Regions from separate parts of the Drosophila melanogaster genome. Here all the other regions are linked to region 2. The links are chromatin contacts, called in public Hi-C maps. All regions are on one chromosome and are shown on one strand. The core of a region is the stretch at or near the end of the contact, and the rest is flanking DNA. Distances in the headings are between cores, read along the strand shown.

Evidence for each region. Hi-C and Micro-C count contacts between places; a contact is called where the count stands out from the background.
Region 1: a Hi-C map of the Kc167 cell line shows a contact between it and region 2, with 4 times the contacts expected there. The contact joins the promoter of stas here to the promoter of Fim in region 2. A contact is called at or near these places in 7 of 107 Hi-C or Micro-C datasets (the Clone 8 cell line, the Kc167 cell line, the S2 cell line and 2 more) and 1 of 6 datasets of contacts at active chromatin or transcription factors (the Kc167 cell line).
Region 3: a contact with region 2 is called in a Hi-C map of the Kc167 cell line, with 2.7 times the contacts expected there. The contact joins the promoter of IntS2 here to the promoter of Fim in region 2. A contact is called at or near these places in 2 of 107 Hi-C or Micro-C datasets (the Kc167 cell line and larval brain) and 1 of 6 datasets of contacts at active chromatin or transcription factors (the Kc167 cell line).
Region 4: a contact with region 2 is called in a Hi-C map of the Kc167 cell line, with 2.3 times the contacts expected there. The contact joins the promoter of Ankle2 here to the promoter of Fim in region 2. A contact is called at or near these places in 4 of 107 Hi-C or Micro-C datasets (the Kc167 cell line, brain and embryo) and 2 of 6 datasets of contacts at active chromatin or transcription factors (both in the Kc167 cell line).

Annotation. Positions count from the first base shown.
Region 1 is chrX:17,623,469-17,629,449 of dm6, reverse strand. stas (Stasimon) reads left to right here and starts at 1,555. Exons shown (of 4, transcript NM_132997.3): 1 at 1,555-2,021; 2 at 2,210-2,510; 3 at 3,792-3,920; 4 at 5,245-5,981. The coding sequence starts at 2,000. The coding sequence ends at 5,755. It overlaps CG8326, which reads left to right. Exons shown (of 2, transcript NM_132998.2): 1 at 1-109; 2 at 179-1,286. The coding sequence starts at 27. The coding sequence ends at 1,094.
Region 2 is chrX:17,300,554-17,305,872 of dm6, reverse strand. Fim (Fimbrin) reads left to right here and starts at 3,944. Exons shown (of 5, transcript NM_078661.4): 1 at 3,944-4,513. The coding sequence starts at 4,439. It overlaps CG5445, which reads right to left. Exons shown (of 5, transcript NM_001298442.1): 3 at 2,483-3,034; 4 at 1,503-1,798; 5 at 398-1,175. The coding sequence starts at 2,958. The coding sequence ends at 1,036.
Region 3 is chrX:17,652,825-17,658,687 of dm6, reverse strand. It overlaps IntS2 (Integrator 2), which reads left to right and starts at 1,870. Exons shown (of 3, transcript NM_133004.2): 1 at 1,870-2,905; 2 at 3,230-4,866; 3 at 4,933-5,863. The coding sequence starts at 2,090. The coding sequence ends at 5,797. beta-Spec (beta Spectrin) reads right to left here and starts at 1,316. Exons shown (of 7, transcript NM_078664.3): 1 at 1,151-1,316.
Region 4 is chrX:17,577,692-17,582,906 of dm6, reverse strand. Ankle2 (Ankle2,) reads left to right here and starts at 3,678. Exons shown (of 10, transcript NM_132993.3): 1 at 3,678-3,802; 2 at 4,140-4,394. The coding sequence starts at 4,163. It overlaps CG12991, which reads right to left and starts at 3,046. Exons shown (of 6, transcript NM_001272721.1): 1 at 2,810-3,046. It also overlaps asRNA:CR44124.

The DNA of each region.
Region 1 (5,981 bases), core at 306-2,805, 330 kb before region 2:
AAAAATTGAACCAAAACCCAAAATAAATGGCTCGGAAACGAAAGATTCCCGTGCGCAAGCACCACGGCGTCCGTGATCCCCTCAAGCAGCTGGAACAGAAGGAGAAGAAGTTTGTTCATAGTGGCAAGTCAGTCGAAAAAGGCAGCTAAACTAATATCTGCACCATTTCACATTTCAGACTTTCCAAAGTAACGAACAATCCGCCTGTGAAAAAGGATGAGCAGCAGGTGTCCTTTAAGTTCCGTCAGTTTCAGCAGCTTGCCAACGCCACCAAATCGGGCAAGAAGCTAAGATTGGGCGAAATTGGACGGGAGGATAAGCCCAAATCCTCTCCAGGATCCAAGCCTGGCAGTAGTTCCTCCTCAAAGGAAACGCGTAACATCAAGCAGTTCGCCAACGAAACGGACGAGGATTATCTGCGCCGAGTGAATCGCATGACCAATGCATCCGTACGGGAAGCCCACTACGAGGCCAAGTATGGTGTGAACGTGATCAGAAACCCCAAAACCGGGGAGATTACTGTCCAAAAGAGGCCGAAAAACGAGATCGACGAGCTGCTCAAGCAGAAGCAAAAGGAGCAACGGCTGGCGGGCAAAAGGGGTCGCAAAAAGGTTCAAGTCGTACACAAGCCCATGGATGCGAAGACCAGTCGCGAATTGGTGAAGAGGGCCTACAAGGAGGCCCAGCAAGAGGTTGATACCGAGGAGAAGCAGAATGCCGGGCCAACAGAATTCAAACAGGATGCTGTGGCATTTGGTGAGATCGTCCATGCCCCACCTTCCCTCAAAATCCTGCCGCGCAAAGCGGAAAAAAGTGAAACCGTGCCGCGTCCAGGACGCAAAGCCAATCTCCTTCTAAAGTCCATGCTGAATCCCGACCAGGGTCAGTCAAATCGTGGGCCGGAGGACGACGACAGCAGTCGACTAAAGCTGGCTGCCCAATCTAAGAGCGCCTTCAAAGCACCCACCAAGGCCCAGATGAAGGGCAAGCGGAAAGATCTGCCCTTGGCTACGAGGTCAATGCTTGAAACCGAGCGCAGCAAAATGGTTCAGCTATACCGTCAGCTCAAAAACAAGACAACAGCAGATTCCTAACAGATTCTAGACTAGATACCAACGTACTTTTTTTTTTACATGAAAACAAGTTAACCTAATCCCTTAAGTTTCGTGAATGCGTTTGCTACCCACTGAAGGTCGTAGTTTCATTATAGAATGTTAAATATATTGATGAGATTTTTATTAAATCTATTTTCATACAAAATAAAAAGTGCACTGTTTAATTCCACTATTTCTATCAGTATTTCATGGAGGTGGTAATTAATATGGAGTCTTTTGGCAAAAAGAAAAAGGGCACTATTATGTTGATATTTATAGATACAAAAAAAGTACTTCACTTGCTTATGCAGACACTCACATTTTTTTATTTACGTATAACATTAAAAAATATAAATAAAATTTAGAGAAACTAAAAAGTGGCGCTAAATATGACAGTATGACCAGATTTTATTAGAAACCCACGTTCAGTTTTGTGCGGTAGCTGTGTACACGCTTGGACTTAATCAACACTGCGCCTTCGGCCACACTGGTCGTGACGGAAATTTCTGAAATTAATTTATTTTAAATTGACTTTTAAGCGTGATCGTTCGCCGAAAAAGTCGGCTAAAGTGAAAAGCAATAGAAAAAATTTAAAAAAATTGCTATTAGCGCAGTAGTCAACTACAATTACTCTAGTTAACGCAGTTTTAGCCAACTTCCTATTTTTTTTATATTGATTAAATTCATTGTTGTAGACACACGCACATACACATACGCATAGGCACGCGGATAGAGAGAAGAACAACAAATTGTGACTGGCGCGCAAATAGGCACACAAATAGCATTAACAATTGATAAATAGCCTAGACGCTAAATGAGTCAATCGTGAATTAAAATCGGATATAGAAGGCTTATTAAATTTTCCTTCTTCAACTCGGGCTTACGTACATCGTGTCAAAGCCACAATGTCTTACTGCAGTGGTGTGGGTGAGTGTGCTGTTTTAGTTGTTTTTACTTATCAGCTGAGCGAAGGAACGGTGATTAACCCGCAGCTAGTGCGCAGCCCGTGAAGCCAAAAACGACTATTAACCCTTAGTCCGTGCATTCTGTTCACCACCACCACTTCTGCTTTGGAATGCATATTACATCTGCATGTCTCTGTTTTTTTTTTCTAGCCATTTCCGCTGACGAGGGGATTACAATGCGCAATGGCAGGGCAAAGGCGCTCCAGGAACACTCCCCGGATCAGGTGGCTACTCCACTGTTGCCACAGGTGCCGCCACAGGAGCAACAAGATCTTAATCCACAGCAACAACAGCAGCAGCAGCAACAACAACAGGCCACTCCGCAAAAGCAGGCCATGTCCGCAGACGAGAAGAAGGCCACCAAGAAGTCCCTGGTCATCGTAGCGGGCATTTTTGTGGCCAGCTTGGTCACCATGTGCTATGTGTACGCCATATTCCCCGAGCTCAACGCGTAAGTGGGTCTTTCTGGTGCTAAAGCGCCACAAATGTGTGTCCCCTGCGCATTCGTGCACCTGTAAGGTGTTAAGTGGCCTCCATGTGTGTGTGTGTGTATGCTTAGCTTGTCTCGCTTGATTTGCGAGCAGAGATGTCGACCAATGATCCGCTTAAAATAGCTAGGCTACATCCAACTATGATTAGATATGCTAGGTAGTCATTTACCTAATGCTAGTTATCTCCATTTCGCTTCTAAAACAATATTTTATGTTTAAATATCATAGATATTACATTTGTAGGATGTAAAACTCTTATTGCAAATACTTATTATTGGCTAGATCAGACATAACTATTTGTATGTAGTGAGAAAAGGGCCATTTAATTGTCCAAATATTTACTATAACAGCCATGTTAAATAAGTAACTTAACTCAAATGTCACGCTTTGCATAAGAAAAACTTTCTGCACACGATTATTATTATCTTTAAACTTTACCTAAAGCGGATTGTTATTTGATAGTCTGGTTCTGTGAGTGAGTAAACTTATTTTGTTTAAAGTTCAAGACGTTTGTGTACATATACTTCTATCAATTTGAATTCATCAGAATTTGATTTGCATGGAATCAGCAAGTCAGAGAACAATCTTTGTTTTTTTTTTGTCAAATTTGATCAGCAAACGTAACGTGTTGAAAACTATAAGTGCAGATCCCTCTAATCTTTTTCAAAGTCCCTTGGCAGACCCATTATTCTTATTGATAATGCTGTGAAATTTTACTTATCTATTTTGTTGTTCTTTTTTGTGTTCGTGCCTTTTCACTGCATTGGCATACAGTGATTATAAAGTAATTGAAATAGTAACCAAATCATGATACCTTTTACGGCATTATAAAAACACTTATCTGTATATCGTGAGTTTGCTTCCATTTAAGAGGCGTTTTTGGGCAGTAAAGATAGGAACTATTTACAAAGAGTTATTAAAGTATAGTATTCAATAAATAACAATGGTTTTCTATTTAGATAGTTAATCAAATAGTAATATTATATACCAGTCCCTAGCAACCAAACTTATCTAAATTTGTAAATTAAGAAATATTTCAATTAAGCTCCAGTTGAGTAGCCAGATTTGACTGGAAAATGGCTGAAATTACAGAGCTATCTGGCGAGAGGGTTTACTCGCACACACACACACACACACATCGAGTCACGCCACCGATATATGAAGTATTTGTATATATATACATATATACATAGACTGTGTTTACACCTCGTCTCGGTTTTGTTCTTGCCCAACTTCTGCAGGTCGGAGAAACAACACTTGAAAATTCCGCGTGATATCCAAGATGCTAAGATGCTAGCCAAGGTCCTTGATCGCTACAAGGACATGTACTACTTCGAAGTGATGTTTGGCGTCGTGGTCGCCTACGTATTGTATCCTTTTACCAAATCCAAAAGTACAAATCCAAAGTACGAAAAATGGCATGAAAAGTCGGTCGCCGACTGATTAGATAATAAAAGAGTTCTATCGTTCGGCGGTGACCTTGACCCGATTACCAAAAATGAAGACCCCGCCACTACAAACTATTCACGGTCAGTCGGGCGTTTGTGTGTGTTTCCACCTTAATTAATTCACGATCACCGTTTGAAGCGCATAGTGTGCATATTAAATACGTGGGTAGCACGGGGAAGTGCGAGTGAGATAGCTGTAGGAAGCAGGGGAGCCGCTGAGGTTGCCTTCTTGCTCTTACTTACTACTTGCACTCTCTGGGGTGGACCGTATTTCTTTGGATTTTCCTCACACGCTAGCATTTCGTGTTACTAGAATTCAATGCAAACAAAAAAATAAACCCACAATGCTCAAAACTGGTTCTTCACTGTGCGTATGAGTAATAAAATAACGTATACGCAATGTTAACTGTGTTGCTATTAGTTTATTTAGAAAATGTTTTGCTAACCCAACTGGGTTTAAGATATTTTAAAATGATTAGTTTTTATCGGTGCGTGTCAAGTTTATCGTTTTAATAAGGTCCACTCCAGTGCACGCAGCATGTGCTACCTAAAAATCGACTTTGGTCGTTTATATGACGCATTCTTTGTATTTGTTGCTGTTTTCGTCGCGAAAATCAGCTGAGCTGGACATTATTTTGTTGTCGTCAGTGTTTTGATTTTTTGTATTTTGTTTATTGCTCTTCTTCTTCCGCACTCAAGTGCGTTTTTAGCAGGAATAAACAAAAAAATAAAGAGGCAACCTAGAAGCGAAATCAAAAGCTAAAGCACATACGTAACTTTATAGCCTTGCGCCAGTGTGTTAGTGAGCATTTTTTATTGGCCCGTGCATTTGTTATCGGGCATTTGTTGAATACGTGGTCCGATGCCAGATGGAACGAGACTGTGGGGGATTCTCGGACGATGGGGGTGTCATTGTCAACTCTTTGCGTCTATAAATACCCGCCCACAGACGTTCGAGCACGCGTCCAACTAGTCGTACGATCTGTCTTTAATCCCAAGCACAGTGGTTCCAAGAAAGAACGTATTTTGCTAGCCAATGTGACATGACATGTTTTTAGCCAAAAAATAAACAAAGAATACTGGCAATCTCCTAAAACATCTCTCTAATAGTTTCGCTAATTTTGCCATATAAAACATATCAATGTGGCAATACGTCGAATAGGTCATTAAATTTAGTTGCCACTGCAGGTATCAGATGAAACCGCCTACGACTGGTTACCTTGACCCAATTGAAATCCATTTATAGCCTGCAAACATTCGCCATTCCCGGATCGCTGTTCCTCTCGATTCTGCTGGGATTCCTGTACAAGTTCCCGATCGCCCTGTTCCTCATATGTTTCTGTTCGGCGCTGGGCGCTACCCTATGCTATACACTTTCCAATCTGGTCGGACGTCGTCTGATTCGTCACTTCTGGCCGAAGAAGACCAGCGAGTGGTCGAAGCATGTCGAGGAGTACCGGGACAGTTTGTTCAACTATATGCTATTCCTGCGCATGACACCGATCCTGCCTAACTGGTTCATCAACCTGGCATCGCCAGTCATCGGTGTGCCGCTGCACATCTTCGCATTGGGCACCTTCTGCGGCGTGGCACCGCCCTCGGTGATCGCCATCCAGGCGGGCAAGACGCTCCAGAAGATGACTAGTTCGAGCGAGGCCTTCTCCTGGACCTCAATGGGCATCCTGATGGCCTGCGCCTGTGCATCCTTGCTGCCCGGTCTACTCAAGAACAAGTTCAAGCACAAGAAGGAGGCGTAAGCTGGCCGGAGGATGTGTCCAAAATATATTTATATATATGTATGCTATTCCCCAAACCGAAACCAAAACAAACCGAAAAATCATTAATTGTAATTTATACACTACGCCAGAAACAACACACACACACATACCGATTTTTTTTTGTTTGTAAATTTTTTTTCGGAATGCCACTTTGGGTCTCGATCCACTATGTTTAAGACAACTACAAAATATCTGTGTTTATCCT
Region 2 (5,319 bases), core at 2,695-5,194:
TTATTTCCTTGATTTTCTTACTTTTCAAATATTCCAATTTGATTACGTTTTTACAAATTGGGCGGGAAGTTACGAAACTATTGCTTTTGTGTGAATGGTCTTTTTTGGAGAGTGTTGCCAGATCCATGCAAATATATAAACGCAGTGCTGCCAAAGCATGATAGCAAAGCAGAACAATGCTACCCATCATTTCAGTCAATATCGTATATTTAATTAGTTATAACGGAAAACATGAACAATTAACAAATTTCGAATATATGCTAAACGCAATGGTGGTCATTTGGATAAAAAAAGTTAAAATTATTCAACAAGCAAGCCATCACCTTACTCACCTTTATAACACAAAAATAACATACACTTTTTCTTCACCGCCCAGAAATAAAAGACAACCAACTTTCTTAATCCTTCTGCTTCATTCTTATTTTTTCTCAATAAAACACTTAGATCTAATTTTGTTACACGTTTCTTAGCTTTCATGCTTCTCGATTACTCAAAACATAGGAATTTAAATTATTGGAAAAAAAAAATTTCAATTATGATTTAAACAATCGCACGCACACGCAACAGTACCGCCTAAAACTAACAGAAGAACTTAATGTGGCCACACGATTCCTATTCTCACTTTCACTTAATTTATTTCAATTTATTTCTCCCTATTGCCGCACACACCCTTCGCTCCCTTCGCGACATATCGATATATATATATAAAGCTGATCTGTCTGACACCGAAATTAAGGAGTGGGAATAGTGGGAGGAGTAACGAAAGGGGGGTCCTGCAATCGAACTCAAACTCTAGTTAAACATGGGGTTGTGTAGTATATGTATGGCGTTGGCTACTACATAAAAAAAATTTTTTTTCCTGTATACAAATCAACTACTGAGAACAACAGTATGCTCATTTGAAAAAAGAGGGAAAAGGGAAATTCTAGTCATATCGCGCAGGTTTTTTTTAAAATGCTATCGATGAGTTTTGGGACCGAAGACCCCGCTCGAAAGCGGAGGAGGATGCCGAATGCTAGATGCTGGACGCCGCGCTCATTGGGTGTGCGCGGTTATCACGATGTTGATTTGCGGATAGATATCCGGCTTCACCTCCGACGTAATCAGCTGCACCATCCGCTGCTGCAGTTCGTCCTGGCTGGCCTGCGTACCGGGCGGTATCATCCAAATGGCATCTGTTTGAACGAAATGCATTGAAATGGGACATTAGAAGTGGGTTCTTAAACTTAATATACTACATACAGTCTGCGACTATAAAGATGGTCGTTAAGAATTATTTACAGAATAAATACATTTTTAAGGAAAACAAAAATCCTATCAGTGTGACTAGATTGTTGTTTTTCTTTTGCTTTGTTCATGCCAATTTATGTACTTGATACCCATGCTCATAAGCTTAGTTTTTTACTTCGAGGATTGAGTATACTAAATTACGTGCAACAATTCTGGTTTGCTAGCTCAGCGTTTGATTCTAGTTCTAAGATCGAGTGCTGTCTCTTGCTCACCGCCAAAGTACCAGCCATTTGAAGTGCACAGCCGCCACATTGTCGGCGGCTGCGTGGGCATCATATCGGCCAGGATATCACAAGTTTCGCCCGGACGTAGGGCGGGCACATTGATGCGCTGCGTCTGGATGGGCGAGGTCAGATAGCAGTTGTTCGGCCAGCGCTCGGTGCCATCGTTCTGCAGCTGAAACGCTTGCTGCTGAGCATTCACTTGCTTCTCCTGGACGATCTTCATCGAAGGCAGCGACTGTAAGCTGCAGAAGTCCAGATAGCAGCCCACCGCCGTCTGCAGGCTCCTATAAATGTGAAAAAATTTGATTAATATGACGAAATTCAACTGGGTTATTAGCAATATGTTTCTAGATGTACATAGTTGGCCTATTCATATCATATATTAAAGAGAACTGAACTTTATAACATATTACAGAAATCAGAACTACTTGAGAGCTAGCTCTAATTTACAAAGATATATCTTTAATTTTATAGCGTCTCTTTAAGTTCTTTTGAGATAAGGCCCTAGAGGGAATTTAAGATAGCGCTTTAATTTTCCTGTTTATAGTTTATAAAGTGTTATTTATCACCATGACAAACTCAAAAATCTACGTTTGTAATCTATAAATGTGTATTCATCAAGCTGGAGGCAATGAAACACAACAATGTAAAATTATTCATAATTCAATAATTATGCATTGTTCTAAATTGTGTATGTTAAAATATAAGAAAGTATGTTAAAATAAAAGAAAAAGGCCTCGATAACATCGCCCATGATGATCGTACCATGGGGATTTCTGAGTACATATGTATATCATTACTAGTAACACATCTTTAAGTAAAATATAGTTTATAAAGACTATAATATGTCCAGAACGCAGGGAAGAAGCTTAAATTCAATGGATTATGAAACATTCTGTGTTCTAACTCCATTTGGAATATTAAACCACAATGGATTTGAGATATTTTACTTATAGCTATATCCTTACCAGTTACTCATCTCTAGGTAAAACCTGGCCGATTCCCGGTTCATCTGGTTGTTCATTAGGCTCTGAAACTGGCTGATGAGGTCTTCGTGGTCCGTGGTGCCCATACAGCTGAACTGTTGCAGCAACAGGGAGTCGATATCGAAGTCGTTCGTCGGTAGACACTTGATCGTGGATGCGGATGCGTTAGCGGTTGTTGCGGATGGACTGGGACTCAGATTTGAGTTGGGATTCGCATTCGAATTTGGACTGTTGTTCGGAGCGGAGTGCGGCCCTGGGGGCGCGGGCAGGGGAATGGCCATCATGGGATTTGTGGTTGTTGTTGTATTGGTTGTGAGCCCGAATAACGGTTCACATTGCATCTGTTGTTGCTGCTGCTGCTGGCTGTCCGAATTTGGATTCGGATTCGGATTTAGATTCAGATTCATGTTCATGTTCTGCATCTCGGCGGCGTTTTCGTAGTTCTCCTCCACATCCATCTCGCTCACTGTCTTGATCTCGCTCTGTCTTTCTCTCACAGTTTGTCTCCTTTGTTTGCTTTCTCCCCCTTTCTTTCTGTAATTAATATATCAAATCAAAATCGCAATCAAATGAAAATGCGTTTTACGCTTTTGTTGTTGTTTCAGCACTTGTACACGCACGCACACCGACGCACGCTTGGTTGGAAATACTCGCAAGCACGCGCGCACACACAGATGCAGCAGCTGGTTTTAAAGGGCGACAAAAACAACAACAGCGACGGTCACCATGGCCAAGGGGGCGAGGCGGGGGGCGTTTCGGCTTCCAGCGTCCGCTGGCGTGACCTGTGACCTCAAAGAAAGCCGAAAAGCGATCGCTTCAAAGCGAAGAAATGCGGGAATAAAATAAAAAGGCAACAATACTGGACCCTGCGGTGTGACCAGGCGATTCTATTCTTTTAGACAAAAGAAGAGGAACCGTGGCGAGCCGACCGCGAAATACTACCCGATAGCGGAAAAATACTAAACGTTTATGTTTGTTAACATTGTAATATGATGTGCGTCAAAGAAAGAGATAAAGAAATATCTTTTTCGAATTCACCTCCTAATAAAGAAAAATAACTGAATAAAAAACGTCCCCATAATTCAAATTCCAACGTTCTTCAATTGCTGCTAACTCAACAACGGAAATTCTACGCACATGTAAAATGTAAAAAAAATAAATTTGCGCACATAACTTAGCATAAGCAGCTTTAAGCTTTTTTTAAATTCTCTTCCAAGCTTAAATTAACTATATTTAAACTTGAAGAAAAACAATGTGCTGTCTATTATGACATTAAGAGGTATTTCAATTCTATCGAAAATTTAAGTTCAAATGGAATACTGTGCTCAGTTTTGGAAATATCGCGGTAAGTACCACCGTATTTTTGTAGGTTTTTCAAATTCCAAAACGGGCACACTGTTTTCGCTCCGTTGTCTTCTTTCATTTCTCACAATACAACCTGCAATTTAGTTTTCTGTTTGTTGTTAAACATCTAACAAAAGCGCTTCGCACGCACAGCAAACCGGTCGATTCCGAATTCAGACGTGCTAAATAACGTTTGAAAACAAAATTTGCTCGGTTGACGTTGTAAATAACAACACGGAGGCTTTAAATCTGGCTTCATCTTTTTTTTTTTGGTAAAAACCAGCAACAAACAAAACCAGCAACGAGTGTGTATGGGTGAAAAGTTAAGAAAAAAGTAAAAGAAGTTTAAGAATATTAGCACAGAAACGCACAAATACATAGATACGTATAGGAAAAGGAGCGCGCGGTAAAACAAAAAAGAAGAGGAGCAAAAAGAAGAAAATCGCCGACTGCGAAAACGGCGACAAAGTGAAATTGATTATAAACGGATAATTTATTTAAAATAATTACCAATCAGCGGCGTCAGTTATAAATAATTAAGAAAGTCAAGAAGAAAAGCAGCAGCAGCACACCACACACACATCGGCAGCGAAAATGGCAACACTTAACAAATTCACAAAAACGCTGTCCATTGATGAAAAGGCGGAGATCAAGGAGAAATTCATAGAGGTGAGATGACAAAAAGAGCAGCAAAACGAAATGGTTTTAGCAATGGCAATAGCAACATTCAATCAATAAGAGTCATAGGTGGCAAATTGTTGAAATTCAAATTGAATGACTCACACACACACGCACGCATGAGGCGCAGGAAGAAAACCGTTAAGCGGTGCATGTGGGCGTCGGCGTTGACAATGGGGAGCAGCGACGCTGACGCCAACGCCGGCTGCGCAGCCGACAGCGCGGCTGGCCTTCAACAGTGCAAAGCAACCCCCCATGAAGTGGACTTAAGCGAAGAAGAAGCAGTGGCGGGGGCAGCAGGAGCAGGAGAAGAACAGAGTCGGACTTTGAAAGGGTCTTACCACTCCGATTTTAGTTCATGTTCTTGCTTAGTTTTTAATCGACAAAGAAGCAGAACCAGCAAGAAGTTAATTAAATTGGGAATTGTAAAACTAAAACTTAACTTAATCAGCTGGCACGAATGTTGGACAGGAGAAGAGGAAATCGTACAAGAACAGAGATCAAATTTTGCATTACACTTACGAGAGTAACTTAGTCCTTTAGCCCTTCAAAATCCCCCCTTGATCCGCCACTGGAAAAGACCGTGAAAAGAAGCAAAGACAAGCATCGCTAGCTAACGGTTAATGCGCTGCGCCCGCTGCTGCATATGCCAGTGCGAGGGAGAGGGGCGCGTGCGTGGATGTGGGTGGGAGGGGACAGCAGATGAGCAAACAAGTTTCCCTTTCCCGCATCTCTTATCTCCCGCTCTTCGCACAGTGGAGAGTCGTTATCAAGAGTACGAGAAGCAAGAGGAAAAA
Region 3 (5,863 bases), core at 621-3,120, 350 kb before region 2:
CCATTTATGAGCAAGTTAATGAGTTTTCGGCGATCAATTGATTGAATGCCTGTATGTTTGTAGGTTTGTGTGCGGGTGTGTGTGTTGTGTTTACAACTGTACGTGTGTGATTTGTCATAAACAACAACAATGCAACAACATCAGCGACAAGGTGAAGCACAAACAAACACATAAGCAAACAAACATTGGGCAAGTGCAGCTCAGTATATTTATATCTTTTAACTCGTAACTTCGAAATGAAACTTCAACTCGTGACCTCAGAGGGCCGGGTGGGTGAGAAGAGCGGGGTGCAAGGGAAATGGGAAATGGGGAGTGTGTGTTATTTTTAGCCGATGTGTTGGTGAGCACGTAACTGTATTTCAGCCAAGTGCATAGGCGTATGCGTATCTACGGGGAAGAAAAAAGAGCGCACCGCTTGTATTTCATAAAACTCACAAGCACACGGAACCTCAACGTATGATACACATGTATATATATATATATATCTCCGATTAGGCGATAGCCGTGTTCTTCGCTTTTTATCACCAACGGAACGAACAACTGACGCAAACGTTACTTAAGGCTTGCGCTTCTTCTTCTTGCACAGCAACATGTCATTCATGCGTTTAATTCACAGCTCTAGAGTTTCGGTCCTGCCATTCAGGCACATTTACACCAAGTAATTTAAAAAATAAAAAAAAAAATGCGAACTACACTCGTCCAATTCGATTACTCGAACAAACATACACACACACTCACGCACGCTACGCGCTCTCAACGAAAACCGAATGATGTCATCATCGGTGGCAGAGACAGCGACGCCGGCAGCGACGGCGACAGCGTCGAAATATATGAGTTAGCAGGCAATTTTAATCGATGATGTTTTTATTATGTACGTAGAAATGTATGCGAGAAATCACTTGCTTTTCATATTTTAGCACACTTCTAATTCTCAAACCAAAAACACACACACAGGCACACCAAGAGTAAGAGTCGCTCACACATTCGTTAGATACTTTTTGCTCTCTTTTGCCACTTCTGCCTTTTATTGGTGGCTCCTTTTTCGTGGCCTATTCACTTGGGCGTTGGTCTATTTCACATTTTCCCCGTTCGACCGCTTGCGTTTCGAATTTCGCGCCGTTTTTACTGCACTGCGGCGACTTTCACTTACCTACTCGATAATTTTGCAGCTCCGCTCGCCCTAATTGATTCATAAAACACAGTTAATTTCATAGATTTAGCACGTTCAACTAAAAATCTTCGGTCTGGCGGATGAACTTCACTTGGCGAGAATGGAAAAAATGTATGTATTCAAAACATCGCGTTGCGAACGAGTGAACGAAGTGAACCAGCGCGAGAAGGCGCTAAAAAACGCCTACTGCGCAGTGTGGCCGTGCCACATGATCTGGCTATAAATTAGCCAAAACGGTGGAACTTAAGATTTTTATATATTATTTAACTTAAATATTCCTTCATATTTGTATAACCTAATATTACATAAACAATTGTTTACGCCACATGTACTCTATTACTTCGAGCTATTTAAATAATATTAATTAAATTTTTATCAGAACCAAAATGTTCTTATTTTCCTAAGATTTTCGTTACAGAAATGCTTATATACAAACATAACTTATTTATATTTAACTTTTTTTAATATGTTGGCTTTTTGGGAGAATATAAGCCTTATTGCTAATAATAACAGTAAAGATTTTACTAACTTAATAGTACTAATAGTTGTTAGCCTCTTGCAATAATTGTTAATATTTTTCTTTAGCTGCGCATCTCTTTGTTAACCTTCACCTATGAGAGCAGTATAGTATTTTTATAATAATAAAATAATAAAATGTAGTAATTGCTGGTATATTTGCAGCCTCTCCAACTGGCCACACTGACGTGTGTTGATTTTTTGGATGCGGATCGCAGTGGATTCTCGGATTCTCCGGCATTCCCTGCCCCAACTACAGATCGCCGAGATTAAAGCAGACCCGCGCCGGCATCTCCAGCACGGACACCCCGCCGGCCAGGCCAATAGAGCGGGACAACCGAGCACACGAGCATTGCCGGGTGCAACAAGTTGGAACGCAACGACAACGACGACGAGGACAAAATGCCGGTGAGGATGTACGATGTATCGCCGCGCGTTTTCTGCGCCATGCAGAATCTGGACATCACCCTGCTGGCCAGCTATCCGGAGGCGGAGATTCGGCCCGTGCTGCCCTCGCTGGTGCGGATGAGCCTGCTATCGCCACTGGACAACACCGAATCGTCGATGGAGTCGCGCAAAGAGATCCTGGCCGTGCTCATCGGCATCGAGGTGGTGAACAGCATCGTCTCCTACCTGCAAGTCAACTACCATGAGCTGGAGAATGAGCTGAAGAAGGAGCTGCAGGCCCGCCAGAAGTCGGCCTTCTTCGAGGGACAGCAACACGAGTACGGCCTCCAGTCGGGCATCGCACTGGGCTTTGAGCGGGCGGATGTGGCGCGCAAGGTGCGCGTGGTGCTCTCCGAGATCTTCAATCTGCAGCAGCAGGTCTCCGAGCAGAAACCGGCCGCCCATTCGGAGATGCTGGACGACGGCATCTATCTGGAGGAGGTGGTCGACATTCTGTGCATTGCTCTCGCCGAGCTGCCCTCCCTGCTGAACATACTGGAGCTAACGGACGCCCTTGTCCATGTGCCCAACGGACATCGCATCATCTGCGCACTGGTCGCCAACTTTCCGGATTGCTATCGCGACGTTGTGTCCCATGTGATCGCCAATTGCGACGAGGATGGCAGCGATGGCAAGCACCGGTTAATGCTGCTCATGGGGCTCAGCGAGATGAATCCCTCCCAGGCGCTGGCCAACAGGTCCATGTGCGTGGATATGCTGAAGGTGCCGTCGTTTATGCTTAAGCTCACGCTCAAGCATCCCGAGGATCTGGTGAGTAGGGTAATATTGACCAGTAAGGTGCAGATTTACCACAACACTATAATCGTTAGGAAATTCTTTGCATTTCATTTAAATTTAACGTACATAAGAAATGTTTTTTGATCATATTTTGTTGATTGATCTTTTTTGTTTGGAGTACCATTCATTTGGAGTTCTGCTTATTTTTGTGTAACATGTGTTAAGCAAAAGCAAAAGCGAGAAAATGTTGCTTAGCTATCTCGCTCTAATTCGCTAGAGCGATTGAATCTTATTTGGACGTATGACAATATTTACGAATAATGAGATAACAATGCAAACTTCAACCACTCCCCACAGATAGCCTTCCTCACGGGCCTGCTGCTGGGCAATGACCAGAATCTGCGCTCCTGGTTCGCCGCTTACATCCGCTCCAGCCAGAAGCGGAAGGGGGACGCACTGAATCTGGTGCGCGTGGAGCTGCTACAGAAGGTGATTCAAACGACGACCAATGCGGCGGAGCTGCGCGACTTCAATCTGCAGGGCGCGGTGCTGCTGCGTCTGTACTGTGCCCTGCGCGGCATCGGTGGCCTGAAGTTCAACGACGACGAGATCAATGCTCTGTCGCAGCTGGTCACGAGTTGTCCGCAGGCGACGCCCTCGGGCGTGAGATTTGTAACGCTGGCGCTGTGCATGCTCATCGCCTGTCCCTCGCTGGTGTCCACCATTCCACTGGAGAACAAGGCTGTGGAGTGGCTGCAGTGGCTCATACGGGAGGATGCCTTTTTCTGCAAGCGCCCCGGTACTAGCACCTCGCTGGGTGAGATGCTCCTGCTTCTGGCCATTCACTTTCACAGCAATCAGATCTCGGCCATCAGCGAGATGGTCTGCTCCACGCTGGCCATGAAGATACCCATCCGGCCGAACAGTACAAACAGAATCAAGCAGCTCTTCACACAGGACCTGTTCACGGAGCAGGTGGTGGCGCTGCATGCGGTTCGCGTACCCGTCACTCCGAATTTAAATGGCACCATACTGTGCTACCTGCCGGTGCACTGCATCCAGCAACTGCTGAAATCGAGGACATTTCTCAAGCACAAAGTGCCCATTAAGTCGTGGATCTTCAAGCAAATATGCAGTTCGGTGAGGCCAGTGCATCCTGTGATGCCGGCCCTGGTGGAGGTCTTTGTCAACACGCTGATAATACCCAATCCCACCGGAAAAGTGAATATTGATCACATGCACCGGCCCTTCACTGAGGCGGAAATTCTGCACGTGTTCCGCACATCCAAGCTCACATTCTTCGCCGAGGAGCTGCCACCGATGGCGGAAAGTCAGGAGCTCAACCAGATCGAGGTGACGTGTCCACTAACCGCCCAGCTGCTGATGATCTACTACCTCATGTTGTACGAGGATACGCGACTGATGAACCTCAGCGCTTTGGGTGGTCGCAAGCAGAAGGAGTACTCCAACAACTTCCTGGGCGGACTGCCACTGAAGTATCTGCTCCAGAAGGCGCACCACTACCACAACGACTATCTCTCGCTCTTCCATCCGCTGCTGCGTTTGATTATCTCCAACTATCCGCATCTCAGCATGGTCGATGACTGGCTGGAGGAGCACAATCTGGCCCAGGGCAATTCCACGGTGGTGGTAAGCAAGCATGAGCTCAAGCCGGAGACCCTGGATCGTGCACTGGCCGCCATCCAAACGAAACCGCATCTAGCCATCCGCGTGTTTAAGCAGCTACTCCAGATGCCCCCAGAAACGCAGGCGCAGTATGGACAACAGCTGGTGAAGCATCTGCCGATGGTGTTTGCCAAGTCGGTGCCGCGATACGTCAAGGATCTGTACAACGATATTTGGCTGCGCCTGAATGCCGTGCTGCCCACCACCCTGTGGATCATGTCGCTGCGAGCGATTACCAACGGCTCGGATACGATGGATCGACGTACCTTTGCCAACGAGAGTCTTCTGGAGCCCATGGAGGTGCTAAGGTGGGTTGCCTCGTCATTTTCGTGTGTTGTTTCCTAAAATTCTTTCGCATTCCTTTTGATCAACAGTTGTCCACGCTTCGTATTCTGTTCGCCCTATTTGCTGATGATCCTGCTGCGCATTCTGAAGGGCAGCCTAGCCGCCTCGAAGACCTATCTCAACGTGCACATGCAGATGCAGCAGAAGCAGGTGCTGGACAAGAATGGCATGATGCAGACGGATGCGATTTGGGAGGACCTAAGGACCACGCTGATTGCCTCGCAGGAGAGCGCCGCCGTGCACATTCTGCTGGAGGTGCTGGACTACATAGCCAGCAAGGCAACGGATCGGGTGTCGCATCTGGAGCTGCGTGAGATACAGGGCATCATTGGCACCTATGTGCATCAGGCATTCATTTCGGAGCCTTCGCTGGCGAAACTAGTGCACTTCCAAACGTATCCAAAGTCGGTTATTCCCATGATGGTGGCCAGTGTGCCATCGATGCACATATGCATTGATTTTGTTCACGAATTCCTCAACGTGACGGAAATGGAAAAACAGATCTTTACCATCGATCTGACCTCCCATCTGGTGCTCAACTATTCGATACCCAAGAGTCTGGGCGTCTCGAAATTCTGCCTGAATGTAATCCAGACGACGTTGTCCATGCTGACCGCATCGACCAAGTGTAGATTCCTGCGCAATGTGATGCCAGCGATGGTTCGTTTCGTGGAAACGTTTCCCATTCTGGCCGACGACTGCGTCAACATCCTGATGACCACCGGGCGCATTCTGCATTCGCAGTCATCGCTGGGCATGACCACAATGGAAATGCCACTCACCGATAGCGACAAGCTCTGCACGTATCGGGATGCCCAGCTGCACATCATCATGATCGAGGACGCGTTTAAGGCACTGGTCACGGCGGTCATGAAAAAATCGGACCTGTATTAGTTGGACTCGATCCCGCCTTGTTTTTCATAGTCGTAAGCAACCTTTCCCCACTCCGCCCCCCGGCTG
Region 4 (5,215 bases), core at 2,429-4,928, 280 kb before region 2:
AAGGAAGTGTGAAGTAAACTACCATACAAATATGTATTTACCACTAAGCAAATAATGGTTGGCATAATGAAAAAAAATAAAGAAAAAACGATACTCCAGTCCCAAGAGAGGTAAATATCGGGCGCAGCTGTTGAAGACTTGAAATTGGAGACTCAAAGTGAAGCTTCCATCCTCGCCGCCGGCAACTTATGTACATATGTGTGTACTTGCCCCATTGATCACTCAATGTTTAATCATGTTTCCGATCATTGTTTCTGGTCAATTATTTCGTTTTCCGTTAACCCCAACCTCCCCTCATCTGACATTGGCCTAAATTCAAATATGATTTTTGTGTTTAACTATTGGGCTACCAATCGCAATTTGTCAGGGCCCAGAATCCAAGGGCCAAGGCGGGGGAAACCCAATTCGATGACTTCAATTATTGGATGTATGTAACGCTCTGCCACGCCTCGTAATGGAATTTTAAATTGAACTTTGTAAAATACGCTTATGGCCGCCGCTCATTAAACGCACATACATGAGGAAGTTGCATCCACTGGCACGCTTCCCCCAACCATATAAACTGAATTCAGCCCGCTTCTTTCCCCCCTTTCTCTTCCGCACTTTCTTAACTCTACACATGGTAACAAAGAAACGGCTATTAAGAACGCTCTACTGCACCTTTACGACCTGAAGATACCTCTTAACAGCATAACTCCACAGAAAATATATTTCAATAAATTTAAATCTAGGTAATTTCACTTAGATAAATTGTCATAAAATAGATAATTAAATTAATAGAAATTAAATAAATGCCATCTAGGTGAAAATAGGAAAATTCGTACATTTCAGAAACCTATGTAAAACTTTAGAGACACATCTACTAGCATCCCAAAATGGATGTCTCTATGTGATATAGATCCTGAGTTAGATGAGATTGAGCATAACTATATAGGGATTTCATCTGGCTTATATACCAATGATCTCGCATTTTTTACAGGTAATCAACACAGCCACAGTAGCTATGGCCGTAAGATCCGCAGCTGATTCAGAGTCTGTTGATTCTACTTACTTAACGCATGGCCTCTATGCCCGGCCAGTCATAAACTGGTTTAACGACTTTAAGTTCTATAGACAAGCGTGGCGAAAGAGAGGGCTAGAGCCGTGTGGAAAGAGAGGGGCATAGATATAGGCAGGTAGGCAGTAGAGTCCAGCGAAACAGCGAAAATGTTAATCAGCCAATTGAGACTGCACTTGGACTTGATAGCCAGCTCAACTGCACTTCATATATACGTATATAAATATGGCAAAAATATCGCTCGACTATATGAGTCATTCAGCTATGGGATGCCTCCGATTAGATAAAGCCAAAGCTGATAAAAATAAAAATTAATATACCTATTGTATATGGCACATATTGAAGAAAAGAAAGAGCCAAACAAAAGACAGCGAGGTGAATGGCGGAGTATCAGAATCAGTGCATGGCAGCTGGCAAAGTGTAAATGATTTAATATACAGCCAGGCGCAATTGCCAATCCAGTTAGGAAAGGCATTAAAAAATTATACAAAAAAACAGTATGCTGCCCGCTAACTGTTAAGAAAATAATAGCAAAACACCGGGCCAAGAGATAAAATCGCCATTACTATTAATATGGGGTCTTGCGATTATTGTTTCGACGCTTTTGCTACGGGGTTAACTCGCTTTATCATAGATCACTTAACACCAAAGTGCGGCCAACTACAGTGGATAGCGGCTAATAGATAATGCCATTCAATGCTATCATTGTTAGTACTCAATATAATGGAAAAGTAATTACACATACCGTTGAGTTAGTCGGTTCAAATATTTCTTATCATTTAATGAGTTATATGTGGCAACACTCATGGTGGCAAATTTAATTAAGAGGGGATAACAAATAATAATCTTAAAAGTTTCGGAATCCTAGAGTTAAGTAATTCGAATCACTAAGCAAAATTTGTGATTTACTTCGAAGTTCATTCTCTATTGGCATAACGAATTTATATTTTGTAAACATATTTTATTTGCGTAATGATTAATACTTGACACAACAAAAAGTTACTAAAACTATCAAAACTTATGAAAAGTTTTTGTTCTAAGAAAGAGGATTCGATCGTCATAAGTCGCTATAAATTGAAAATATCTGTATATAATTAACATTGATAATACTATATATAATGATTGATAATAAAAAGAGGAAGGATTTAAAATTGGAATCAATTGGTGGCAATCAATTCGGGATTAGTAGATCAGGAACGAATGCGAAAATCGAAAACAATTGGGCACTTTAAAATGGCAATTAGCTTGGCCATTTGAAACGGGAAATGTTTTGCAAAACGAACGGTTAATGCAGGTGCAATTTACAGGGGGTAATCGCCTAATTACCGTTAGTCGTGCCTCACTGTATCTTCGTTTGTTTTGGGCTTCTAATTGGCAATTGGCAACTCGGGCTTTTTGGCCATGCTCGACTAACTAAGTGAGCCTCGTTTAACGGTCTTTTATTTATTTAGTTATTGCAGCTGCTTACTGAGTGCAAAAAAAATCCACTGAATATCAGTACCCTTTTCACACACACACACACGTACACATGGATTGAAAGGACCTGCAGCTTTTGTTGTTTCGACTTTTGCTTTATTTTATTGATTTTTAGCCAAGAATAAGAGGACAGGTTCAAAACACACAAACAAACACGCATACACCCGCACGCAGGAAAACACACCCCTGCTGGGTATGTGTATCCCTGAGCTACCAAAAAAAAGGAAAAAGGGAACAAAATATAATCAGACAATTGACTAGAAGACTTAAACAAACCTTTTTGGGTCGCAGCTTTCAAATTTGCGTGTATTCAATTTTTTTTTTTTTAGCAGTGATACTCCTTTAATTTACTGTTAGTAATGGCGCGCAAGTTTTTACCAACAACAACAACAATTCGACAACAACAGTGTTAGCCGCACGCCAAACACATTCACACACACAACACAAGCACGTTAAAAAAATGAGACCGCGCGAGTCGACCGCTATTCCCCACGAAATCCACGAACGTTATGTTTGCAGCCGTCGACGGTCGTTGAAATATGTCCGAAAAATCCCCACCGTTAAATGGGGAGCCTTATAAAATACCAAAAAGATACCAATCGTCAACCAATTCACCATAGACCCAAACCAACGTATGAAATTCAAACTGTATTTAAAAGTGTAAAAGGGATAGAAGCGGATAAGCAGGGCAACTGTTACTAACTTTAAGCTAGGCTTGTGAGTGGCCAAAGTTAATGAACAAATTAAGAGGACTAAATTCAAGGCGGTGCATTTAAAAATGTTACAAAATACTAAGAAAATACCAGTGGTATTGATAGCACCCTTGACTCAAACCATCAAATGTTTTGCTTGGCTATATGATTAAGAGGAAAGTTGGGGGAATGCCTCATTTGTACGTTTTATGAATAACGTAATACTAACTTACAACCAAAATACCTTTTAAGACTTAAAATAAAGTGTCACTTCTCATGTCTGAATCCCTCTGTGTAACAATCAATTTGAATTTCCGATATCCAATCATCGCTATAGCTTTGTATATAAATCTCGCGTAATTTTCATGCAAGTGTTTTAGAATATTTCAATTTGATCTGCAATTCGAAATTGACTGCAATAGTCAGCTAGTCATACGATACTTTTTATCGATATTACTCCACACCTAGATTCGCTGACAGTCCGCCTCTAATTTAATTTCGTTTGTGCACATTTTGTTTGAAAGACGCTTAAGATTATTGGGTTTTGTTTCATGTATTGTGCCCTTTGTGCTAAAAGGTAAGAATAACAAGATATATGTTTGTGATTCCGCCGATTCGTTGGGTCTTCCAGGTCTCGTGAGTTCGCGTCGCTGGTTGTTGATGTGCGTGTGCTGTTTTTTTTCCGTTTTTTTTTTGCGTTGTTGTGTTTGTGTGCGTGCGAGTGGAGGAGTGCAGCCGAAAACAACAACAAAACGGGACAGTAGAGTTCCTGGCATTTTGTGGTTGATGTTACCCTATTTTTACCGTTGCCTTCGCTTGCCATCAGCGGAACTTTACATTTTTTCACGGAGTTGTGAAGAAGTTGCCTGTTATTTGGTGTTGATGTCAAACCATTTTAACCGCTTACCTTGCAGTGCATCCGCCATTTTACGCAGAGATGTCGACCTATTTCGGGGTCTATATCCCGACCTCCAAAGCGGGCTGTTTTGAGGGATCGGTGTCGCAGTGCATCGGCTCCATAGCCGCGGTGAACATAAAGCCATCCAATCCGGCGTCTGGATCGGCATCAGTAGCATCGGGATCGCCATCCGGCTCGGCGGCATCCGTGCAAACGGGCAACGCAGACGATGGCAGTGCTGCCACCAAGTACGAGGATCCCGACTATCCACGTAAGTACGAACGAGATGAAGCGAGTGTCGGTATATGTGTGTGTTTTGCGTTCCAGTTATTTGCCGCTTGTTGCTATTGTGATACCCTGTAATCGGGGGTCATGCGCGAACGTTCGGTCGATTCGTTGATGGGTATTCGTGTGCTTTTGTTTTTAAACAATTGTGTCGTATGGAGCAAGTGGGAGGTTTTATGATTCATACACATACTTTTAAAACCAAATTTAAAAGTCGAGGGTTGAAGTTTCCAAGCAACAGGAATGTTCATGATCGGAATTGCATAGGTTTTGTTTTGAAACTAAACCTGAATTGCTTGACGAATTTCTGCAATAATGTTTGTTTTATAAGGGGTTGAAATTTTATTCCCATTTATGCAGAATATACCTGATCGAAATTTGTTCAGCATATGGATAACTCGTTCTTTCAAGTCGTTATTTTAATGAACCTAATAGTGCATATTACACATTTTTGGTAAATTAAGTGCTTAAATATTATTATATATGAAATGTATTAACTGGGATAAATTACATATAGGGTAATTCAACTGTTGCATTTTTATAAGTTTCGTTTTGCGCTGTTGTTCCTCCATGACTAACAGCCCATGAAGAAGTTTACATGTGTGTGTTCAAAACTTCTGAGATTCGAGAAAAAAGTCGGAATCGGGGCTTGCCCAGCTGTCCCGCTCGCACAGTCGATTTCCTTGTCTGGGAGCGGTCTTTCGATTTAATTGTAAACAAATGGTGAACGATGGCGATTACCTGTCTAATTAAATGCAACTCTCCTGCTCTCAGTCGTTCGCTCTTTAATCCAATTATATGCGATTC